Linked DNA regions of Mus musculus: regions 2 and 3 are each linked to region 1. Evidence: chromatin contacts called from public HiCAR-type data. All regions are on one chromosome and are shown on one strand. Each heading gives the region's core, a stretch centred on a gene start, on an enhancer-like site or on the middle of the called end of the contact. The rest is flanking DNA. Distances are from core to core; before and after follow the strand shown. Region 1 holds the start of Ptdss2 (phosphatidylserine synthase 2). Region 2 holds the start of Nkx6-2 (NK6 homeobox 2). Region 3 holds the start of Zfp511 (zinc finger protein 511).

What was found. HiCAR-type assays count read pairs that join an accessible place to other places.
Region 2: a contact with region 1 is called in a HiCAR-type map of embryonic stem cells, with 4 times the contacts expected there. The contact joins the promoter of Nkx6-2 here to the promoter of Ptdss2 in region 1. A contact is called at or near these places in 1 of 39 promoter capture datasets (hippocampal neurons) and 1 of 115 datasets of contacts at active chromatin or transcription factors (embryonic stem cells).
Region 3: a contact with region 1 is called in a HiCAR-type map of astrocytes, with 6 times the contacts expected there. The contact joins the promoter of Zfp511 here to the promoter of Ptdss2 in region 1. A contact is called at or near these places in 2 of 39 promoter capture datasets (cranial neural crest and pre-B cells), 1 of 484 Hi-C or Micro-C datasets (embryonic stem cells) and 2 of 115 datasets of contacts at active chromatin or transcription factors (astrocytes and embryonic forebrain).

What each region holds. Positions count from the first base shown.
Region 1 is chr7:141,129,559-141,132,842 of GRCm38.p6, forward strand. It overlaps Ptdss2 (phosphatidylserine synthase 2), which reads left to right and starts at 1,728. Exons shown (of 12, transcript NM_013782.4): 1 at 1,728-1,959. The coding sequence starts at 1,844.
Region 2 is chr7:139,580,993-139,584,276 of GRCm38.p6, forward strand. It overlaps Nkx6-2 (NK6 homeobox 2), which reads right to left and starts at 1,805. Exons shown (of 3, transcript NM_183248.3): 1 at 1,142-1,805; 2 at 889-1,061; 3 at 228-696. The coding sequence starts at 1,547. The coding sequence ends at 442. It overlaps Gm33031 (a long non-coding RNA gene), which reads left to right and starts at 1,804. Exons shown (of 7, transcript XR_003946896.1): 1 at 1,804-3,284.
Region 3 is chr7:140,034,743-140,038,026 of GRCm38.p6, forward strand. It overlaps Zfp511 (zinc finger protein 511), which reads left to right and starts at 1,649. Exons shown (of 6, transcript NM_027201.1): 1 at 1,649-1,864; 2 at 2,078-2,151; 3 at 2,478-2,679; 4 at 2,774-2,898. The coding sequence starts at 1,712. It overlaps Tubgcp2 (tubulin, gamma complex associated protein 2), which reads right to left and starts at 1,932. Exons shown (of 18, transcript NM_001286007.1): 1 at 1,605-1,932.

The DNA of each region.
Region 1 (3,284 bases), core at 478-2,977:
TGAGACAGGATCTCACTATATATCCCAGGCTGACTTGAACTTGCTATGTAGATTAAACTAACCTTCCAAACTCACTGAGATCTGCCTGCCCCTGGGACCTGGAATGAAAGGTCTGGACTACTGGTGCCATCCATACCCAGCAACACAGGCTGAGAGCTCCAAGGATCTCTGGGGGGATGGGGGGTCTTACTCCTCTAATTTATGGTTTGTCAGTTTGAACAATGACAGGGAGGCTGACAAACCCACGACTTTTGGGCAAACATGTCCTGATCTGGCCTTGAGCTTGTCTGGACTGGTGACCCTCCTGGTGGAGAAAAGGTTCACCAAGGCCTTTCTTTTAAGCTGCTAGACTTTTATTTCAGGTAAGGAGGGTGAAGAAGAAACCAAGAGTCTGCCATCTTATTGTTTATTTGTTTGTTTGTTTCAAGATAGAGTTTTTCTTTGTAGCCTTTGTTTTCTAGGATCTCATTATGTAGACCAGGCTGCCCCAAACTCACAAAGATCTTCCTGCCTCTGCCTCCTGAGTACTGGGATTAAAGGTGTGGGCCACCGCTACCCGGCTGAATTTTGTCATCTTCAATATCCAATAGGCTCTCTCTTCTCTGTCTGCCTATCAGGGAATCTATCTAACTCCTAATCTCACGTGAAGGATAACCACAGACTCCCTGATATATATACCTCCACCTCAAAGTGCTGGGATTGCAGGCTGGTGGCACCACAAGCCAACACATCTGAGAAAACTGAAGAAGGACCCACACTCTCAGACAAGAAGCCCATTCCCTACCTCTGGCAAAATGTAAGTACTCTCAGCAACTAACCATACCAGTTTCAACTATCCAACTTGACTGGTCCTGCTAATTTAGTCATTAATTTTTATTTACGTTAAAGTTTGAGACAGAGTCTAGCCTTGGCTGATCTAGAGCTCACAGTGTGTAGACTTGGATGGCTTCAAACACATATAGATCTTCCTGCCTCTGATACCTGAGTGCTAGGATTAAAGGACTATGCCATCATGTCTGGCAATAATTTATCTAATTTATCTATCTATCTACATCTATTTATTAGTGTATAAGTGTTTTGGTTGAGTGTATGCATCTATACACCAACTGTATACAGTGCCCTAGATACTAGAAGAGGGCATTGGAGCCACTGCTGCTATGTGAGAGTGGAAACTGAACTCCATCCTCTAGAAGGTCAGGCAGTGATCTTAACTGCTAAGCCATTTCTCTATCACTATTTCATCTTATTTATTTATTCATTCATTCATTCATTTTCGAGACGGTTTCGCTGTGTAGTTCTGGCTGTCCTTGAACTCACTCTGTAGACCAGGCTGGCCTTGAACTCAGAGACCCGCCTGCCTCTGCCTCCCAAGTGCTGGGATTAAAGGCATGGGCCACCAGTGCCCGGCGCCTCCTTTTTTTTTTAATTCAAGGTTTGAATAACTCAGGCTGTCCTTGGATTCGTTCAATCCTCCTGCCTCAGCTTCCGGAGTTTAGTTTGCTTGGCAGGGCTGTCTACCACAACAGTTTAGGTTGAGTCTCTTTTGCGTCCCTATCCCCAGAGATTATATGTCTTCGGAACTTTATCAACACCAGCCAGTGCCAGCCGGCTTGTACAGTCTCTGTCAGGCGGAGCACGCGGCCGGTCTCCTAGCAACCGGACCGCGTCCCTCCCACCGGGCAGTTTAGGGCTTTCCAGCGCCCAGCATGCCCTGCGGCCCGGCGCGCACTACGCGTCCCACAATGCCTCACGGCCCCGCCCCACTCCCGCGGAGACCCCGCCGGGCAGCACTGCGACCCCAGCCCACCGCCTGCAGCCTACTGGGCTGCGCAGGCCGGGCGCCATGCGGAGGGGCGAGCGCAGAGTCGCCGGAGGCTCGGGATCTGAGTCTCCGCTGCTCAAGGGCCGCCGCAGCACCGAGTCTGAAGTCTACGACGATGGCACTAACACCTTCTTTTGGTGAGGGTCTCCCCGCGTCGGGGCAGGAGTTTGGGACAGACAGTTTAGATTGGAATCGGGAACCGTCAGGGCCTGGATCAGCCAGGGGAGCGCCTCACTCCCTCCGGCCCTCGTGGAACCCCCCGTGGTCGTCTCCGTATGAGATGTCGAGTGTTTTTTCGGATCGGAGGAGCCCCGGGATGAGCTCTGGAAGGCCTGGCCACTACATATTAGTGACTTTTCAGGTTTCCCTTTCTGGGGGATAGCTGTTGTTCCCCTGCTCTTCACCCGTAACGTTGCCCTGAACTGGCCTGGTGGGCATGGCATATCTGTATGGTAGATTTTCCTCACAGCTACCCTTTTCAGTGACCCTTGCTTGCACAACTCAACCTCTGACAAGTTTTGGGGTCAGGTTGCCCCGTCTGCCTTTCGTGGAGTTGAGTGCGTAGGAATTGCAGGTGTTTTGCTTCTTTGAAGGACCATGCCACCGCCCTGGCTGACCAGGTGTAATCCCATGACCTTGGGCTAACCCTTCACCTTTCCTTGTTTGTGAGAAGGAGCACGCTTCATGAGAGGAATGGCTTTGCTTTTATTTCAGGCAGCCAAGTTTCTACCCACCTATGCGACACTGGAGTCCCAGGGTGGGCCCTACAGGCAAGTGACACCCAAGTGCACAGAAACAAATGTGTTCCCACTGGAGGGGATGTTAAGTGGAAGTTGCTCTGAGAGAACAGAGCTGTGGCAGTGTCCAGAACACATTTGATCAGAGAGAATCCTGGTCTGGAAGTGTTAAGATAATTCAGGAGAAGGTGCCATCACACAGATAGGGTCCTCCAAGGGACTCTTGTGTATGTCAGCTTGTATCTCTGGCTTGCAAGTGGGAGTGGTAACTGAGGCACTGGTGAGATACAGTTGAAATAGCAGGAAAGTGGGTTGGGTGTGGGAGATAGCTTTGCATCTGGACCTTATACTATTAGCACCTTCCCTGGGTTATGGACAGCTTCTGCAGTGAGAGCCAACCAGAGCTGCTTTTCAATATGATTCCGTCTAATGACTGTGAAAACATTAGAGGGAAAAGAAGCAATCCCAGCACTTGGAAGGCAGAGGCAGGTGGGTCTCTGTGAGTTTGAAGCGAGCCTGGTTTACATAGTGAGTTTCCAGTACAGCCAGACCCTGGAGGGAGCGAGAGAGGGAGAGAGAGAGAGAGCGCGCTTGGAAGCGAGCATGGGGCAGTTGAAGTTGTGGGTATGGTGCCAGAGCTAGTGCCGATGGCCTTCTTTGACCTTTGAGGTCCTTTGGACATTAAAATGGCCTATAAGTCGGGCTGTTGCAACCCCATAAACTAA
Region 2 (3,284 bases), core at 555-3,054, 1.5 Mb before region 1:
ACCTCTGCGCTCCTGCAAGCTGCCATCACCGTGCGCTCTGGGACCATCACCAGGCACTCAACCTCTGAACCAAAGGCGCACACGGGCCCCAGGTCGTCATCAAGCACTGTCGCGCCCCCCTGCGCCAGTCTCTGGCGCCCACAGAGAGAACAGGCTAGGTGGGTCTGCAGGGTCCTGCCCGCCCGCTGGTGCCAGCTCCGTATGGAAGAAACACGATGTGCAGCCTTGGGAGCCACGGCTCCGACGAGGACGTGTTAAATAATTTATTGATTATACAAAGTGATCGGCCCAAACCCCGTACTCCGCCATCACGCCAAGGCCGCGCCAACGTCCGCTTTATAACTTATTCTGTAAAAATATATATACACACTGCGGCTGGGCGGCTGGCGTCGGGGCATGCCGCGAGTCCCGGTTCTCGGGTTCTCCGGCCTGGCCGCGTCCTCACAAGGCGTCCCCCGCGCTGCCACCACACGGGCTAACGAGCGCCAAGTTCGAGGGTTTGTGCTTTTTGAGAAGCCGCGTGATCTTCTCGTCATCGGAGTTGGGGTCCAGGGGCCGGTTGTATTCGTCATCGTCCTCCGCGTCTGAGCCACCCACCTTCAGCTTCTCGGCATCCGAGTCTTGCTTCTTTTTAGCCGACGCCATCTCTGCCGCGTGCCGCTTGCGCCACTTGGTCCGCCGATTCTGGAACCACACCTGGGGGTTTGGGGGAGGGATCATCAGACGGGCACCGAGGCTCGCCTCACCCGACCAGCACTCCGGACCCGCCTGGCGCCAGCGCTTTCCGCGGTCCGGCCGCAGCCGAACCGCCGCTCGCCGGCCGTTCGCAGGACGCGGACTCCGGGCCCCGCCTCAATACTGCTGGACCCCGGCCCATTTCGAGCTCACCTTCACTTGGCTCTCGGTCATGCCCAGAGAGTAGGCAAGCCGCGCGCGCTCTGGGCCTGCCAAATACTTGGTCTGCTCGAAAGTCTTCTCCAGCGCGAAGATCTGCTGGCCGGAGAAAGTCGGCCGCGAGTGTTTCTTCTTGCCATCCTTATCCAGGACCCCGCCGGCTTGGGCTGCGAAGAAGAGCCAGTGAGCGCAGTCCGAGGCCCGCGCCCAGCCCCTCTCCTTACCGAATCCCGCGCGGGCCACTTACCGGAGCCGGCCAGTCGCGGGTCCCTCCAGGGAGAGCCCTGCACCACCCCAGGCCAGAAGATGGGCGGGCGCCCAGGCAGTTCCGCCAGCGGCTTGGGGTAGCCCCGAGCCACGGCGGCTGCGGGCCCGAAGTAGACACCTGCAGACGAGGCGAGCCCGTTGAGACGGGGCAGACTTCCTAGGAGGCCGCCACCCGCTGCGCCCACCGGCCGTCCCAGGATGTCGCTGATGCCGTGCGGAGTGCCTAGAGGCAACTGCGCGCCAAGGCTGCCTAGGGCGGGTGTCTTGAAGCCCGCCGGGCCCTGCAGCGCGTAGGGGAACAGCGACGTCTTCATCTCAGCCATGTTGTGCAGCGCGGCTAAAGGCGCGCTGCTCAGCACAAACGCACCCGGGCGGTTAGCGTCCATGGGCGCCGCCGCCTCCGACCCGGGCGCCCATCCGGGCCCCGCTGCCACCGCCCGCACCCGCCGGCTCGGGAAGTTTGCGCGCGGCGCCGAAGAGCGCCGGCTACGCTGGGACGGGTGGACCGCGTTTCAAACGAACGCCGACGGCCCCTACGGGAAAGCGAGAGGACCGACGGCTGTTGCGCTGAATGGGCGGCGGTCAGAGAGAAGGCAGGGATACTAAGGGCGGCGGGAGCGGCAGTGGCGGCTCCGGGGCAGGTCGGAGCGGCGCCGCGCGGGATGGACGCACTGATAACCGCGGGGCCTGGGCGCGGCGCGCGCGCTGATTGGCTGAAGGCACTGGCGACCAGGCCATTGGCCAGCGTCCGGCCCGTCTGCGCGCGCCCCCGCCGGCCATGCACTCCATGAAGGGCCCATTAGCGAGGCAGGTGCCTCCGGGACTGTAAATTTGCCCCCTGATTTATCTCCCTAGAGATGAAATAAATCCCGTTGGATGGGAGTTTAGTTAGGCAAAGGTTTTAATGGGAAAATCAGGAAAAAATACGAGAACATATTTTATCGACCGAAAGAATGTAGATTTCAAGATCCACTCCGAAAGCTCAAGCTCAGTATGCTTAGTTCAGGGAAGAGCCTGGGACGGCTGGACGCCACAGGTCAGGGCACTCCATCTTGGATCAGGGCCCAAGCCCTGTACTGGGGTTCCTTCTCCTTCCCAGCTCGTGGTGGTGTGGGCTGTTGTGAACTTGTGGGTATAACTTTTCTGGGTGGATTTTGAACGAAAAAGGGTGGACTCTAGGGACCAGATAGATTTGGCTTCCTCAGATCTGCCAAACTCTGCCAACTGAACTCACTGACTTTAGATGGCTCCAGGCAACCGGTGACCTTACTACCACACACACACACACACACACAACCTATGCTGTCCTCCCGTTCTGAAATCCTTGAAGTTGGGTTGGGGTATCTGGGAGAGGCTAGGCCGTCCCCCTTGAACTTTTATGCTTATTAGGCACTCACCTAGGAGGTTACCCGTGTCCAGACTTTGAGGCCCAGGACCAGAATTCTCCTGCTTATTGCTTTCTGGCAAGCTGGACCTCGGGCCAGAATGCAGCGGTTTTGGAATTCAAGAACCAGGACGAAAGGATCACCTTACTCACTGACTTCGGCTGGGTATGCGTTTGCAGTCTAGCGGACAGAGCACTGGCTATAGACCCGGCCTGTAGAGCCCACTAGGCCTTAATTTCTTTTCTAGTACAGGGGCCTCTCACTCCATAAAATTGTTGGGCAGTTAACTGAAGTTGCAGCCACCTAGTGCGGCGGCGCACAGCAGGATCCGAGAAGGTAGCACGCTGGCGCTTATTTCTTTCCTCCTCTTGAGCAGTGCTTACTGTTAACCTCATAATACCTAGTACTGATTGTGATACAACCTGTGGAAATAGAATCTACTGTTTCCGGTCCTGGCGATTTAAGCAGAGGCCCTGTGCAGTTTGTTAATAACGACTTTCCCCTTTTGCCCTGGTCTCCAAGGTTTCTGTCTTACGGGCAAAAGTGATCCTAAAGGCTTCACGTAGGGGCCTAACGTCCACTGCTGCTGGTCCTCTTAGAAGTTCAGTTTCGTTTTTTAACAGTTAGTGTGGGGTCTTTACGCCACGCGTCTCCATCAGGTCAAGGCTTGGAAAGCCACTTTATGGCGGGAACTGGAAATAAGTGCTGTGGTCCCGCTGACTTCTGCAGGACCTGAAA
Region 3 (3,284 bases), core at 399-2,898, 1.1 Mb before region 1:
ACATATCAAGTACTTACAGGATGATTCGTAACAGTAGTAAGGCAATAGTTTTATGGTTGGGGGTCAGCAATACACGCACTGTTGTATTAAAGGGTCGAAGCATTAGGAAGGTTGAGAACCACTACAGGCTCCTAGATAATAAAACCAGCCTGTGCCGGTTGGCTTTTGTACACTTGACACAAACCTAGACATATCTGAGAAGATGGAATCTCCATTGAGAAACTGTTTCTATCAGATTTAGCCTGTAATCAATACCTATGGGGCATCTCTTTGATTGATGACTAATGGGGGAAGGCCTGGATCACTGTGTGTGGGGGTGCCACCCCCTGAGCAAGAAAGCAGGCTGGCCTGGGTGTGTGTGAGTGTGTGTGTGTGTGAGACATTCACCTTTAATCCCCAGCACTTAGGAAGCACAGACAGTCACAGATCTCCTAGTTCAAGACCAGTCTGGTCTCAGAACAAGCCAGGACTACACAGTAAAAAACAAACAAAAGCCCCCAAACAAAACACCTAACCAAGCCGGGCAGTGGTGGCGCATGCCTTTAATCCCAGCACTTGGGAGGCAGAGGCAGGTGGATTTCTGAGTTTGAGGTCAGCCTGGTCTAACAAAGTGAGTTGTCCAGGACAGCCAGGATACACAAAGAAACCCTGTCTCGAAAACAAAAAACAAAAAACAAAACAAAACACCTAACCAAGACATGGCCTGTCAAAAACATTTTATCATTTGCAAAATGTCAAGAATCCAAATACTTTTACAGAGACAAAAGTGAGAGAGATGATATCACGCCTGGTCATAAGCAGCTGTCTAAAGACATAGAAACGCTCATTTCCAGGGCTTAATTACAGAAAGGCTTTCCTTCCTTCATCCCTCCCTCCTTCTCTTCTTCGCCCCCCCGCCCGTGCCTCTCCCTGCTCCCCAGGTCCCTCTCCTTAGGGGGAAGGTTTTACTATAAATAAGAGAGAAAACATCCAGAGACATTTGGAAGAATCCAGAACAGAGAGAAAGAGAAACAGACCGAGCAAGGCCTGGGCTGAGAGAGAGGGAGAATAATCCCAAAAGGCTTTCATTTGTATCTATTAAACAGTAGCGTCCCTTCTTTCTTGACACTTATATTCATACTGGGGGAGGGTGACCTACTTTGGTAGAGGAGCAAAGTTAAAGCCCCTCAAAGTGTCAGCCGCACGTTTCGATCGTCTTTTTGTTTAGGTTAGGGTTTCTTTCCACACCTGTCTCTACTGCAGCAGGCCCTGATCCCTTCACCCCTGAACCCCGAGCACCAGCAGCAGATGCAGAAAACCCGCAGGCCAGCACCGCAGTCACCGCGGGGCTGTCAAGAGAGGAGTCACACTAACCACGAACTTCCCAAGGCCACTGCCTCCAATTGGACTCCTGGAGAGGACTGAAAGAGCCAGAGAGGCAGTCGCACCGTGGAGCGAGACAAGCCCGGGCTGGCGGACGGAACCGCCGGCGGCAGAGGCCCAAGAGAATCAGGCTCTTCCCCGCTGCAGGCCAGCCTGGCTCCGGTACCCGATCCCGCGCCCGGCTCCAGCCCCGCCCTTCTCCGACCAGTTCCCGCCACAACACAGACCCAGCCCTGACTCACCTCCGCGCGTCGCGTCCCGCCCCGCAGGGTCGCCACAGGAAGTTAGTAGACGTCACGTCCGTCACCACCCCTCCGACGGTGGCCGAAGGGCCGCGGCGGCCGTGGTGATGTTGCTTCCCCCTGCACTATATTCCCGCCTGGCCGGGGAGCCGGGGGCAGCCGAACCGCTGCCCGTGGAGAGGAACCCTGCGGCTGGGGAGGCACCCTTCCGATTCGCGCCGCGTGCCGTGCGCTTCCCGCGGGATCACGAATTCTTCGAGGTGCGTGACAACCCGGGCGGAAGATGTCCTGAGCCCCACAGGGAGGGGCCTAGAAGCAAGACTGTCGCTGTGGGCGGGGCTTGTGGGGACCGGACCTGTGGACCGGATCAAGGGGCTGGACACAGCTCTATGGGTTGGGGCGTGGCTCCGAGCTGTAGGGCGTGGCTTCGATGCCGGAGTCCACCCACAGCTCTTGACGCGTGTCTTCTGTAGGATGGGGATGTGCAGCGGCACCTGTACTTGCAGGACATGCTCACGCAAGTGTCCGAGACGCCGGAAAAATCCATGTGAGCACCTTGGCTTCGAGGCCTTACTCGGCTTGCTAGCGCTATCCTGATTCCTCCTCTCTCGTCCGCTTACACCCTGGGACTCCGACCCCTCCCAGTTGACACCCGAGTAGCATCCACTTAGCACCACCCTGCCCTAACAGGAGCATGGCTTGGCTGGACTTCCCTCCCCTAGTCTGTTAGTAAGGTTTGGGGTGGCACAAGAAGCGCTCTTCTTGTTTCAGGCTCAGCTGGAATATGGGTAAGAAGTTCCGCCGGAATTCCTGCCTTGGGATAGTTGGGGGAAGGGGGAAACATTCTTCCAAGAGACACACCTCCTTTCCCAGGGTGCCTGAGTTCACCTGTCAGGTGGCTGGCTGTTGCCAAGTGTTTGCCGCCATAGAAGACTACCAGCACCACTACCACATGATGCATGGAAACACCTGCTCCTTCTGCAACCGTGCCTTCCCCTCTGGGCATTTGCTGGATGTCCACATCCTGGAATGGCACGACTCTCTGTTTCAGATCCTGGCCCAGAGGCAAGACATGGTGGGTGCTGACTGCACTGGGTGCATCTGCAGTGGTGACTGGGATTAGGGCTTAGGGCAGGGTGAGAGTAGAGGTGACACTTTATTCTTTGTAGTACCAGTGCTTGGTTGAAAGCTGCCCAGAGAAGTTCAAGACCAGCCAAGACCGGAAGGATCACATGGTGAGGCTACACCTGTACCCTGCGGATTTCCGATTTGATAAGCCCAAGACGAACAGAGGGTACGTGAGGGACCCAGTTGTGACTGTCCCCAGTCTTAAGCCTGGGAACAGACACTGTAATCAAATCTTAGTGAGGACACTAACAGAGCAGAGGGTGAGGTGCTAGCAAGTGCTTGTGCTGGTGTGGTGTCTTCCATGGCCCTCTGATGCTACCAGCAGGGCACTGGGGACTGTCCCAAGTGTGTGTGCTTTTCCCATGGAATCCCCTGTGTGCTCTTCACACTTCTCCCATGGAACCCCCTAGGGTTTCTCTCTCTCTCTCTCTCTCTCTCTCTCTCTCTCTCTGCTTACTTTTATAAACTTGCCAACAAAGCTGTCTGTTAGCATGACTGTTTAGACTGCCCTAAGGAGAATAATTCCTGGAATAACTTTTAGAATAATGCTTC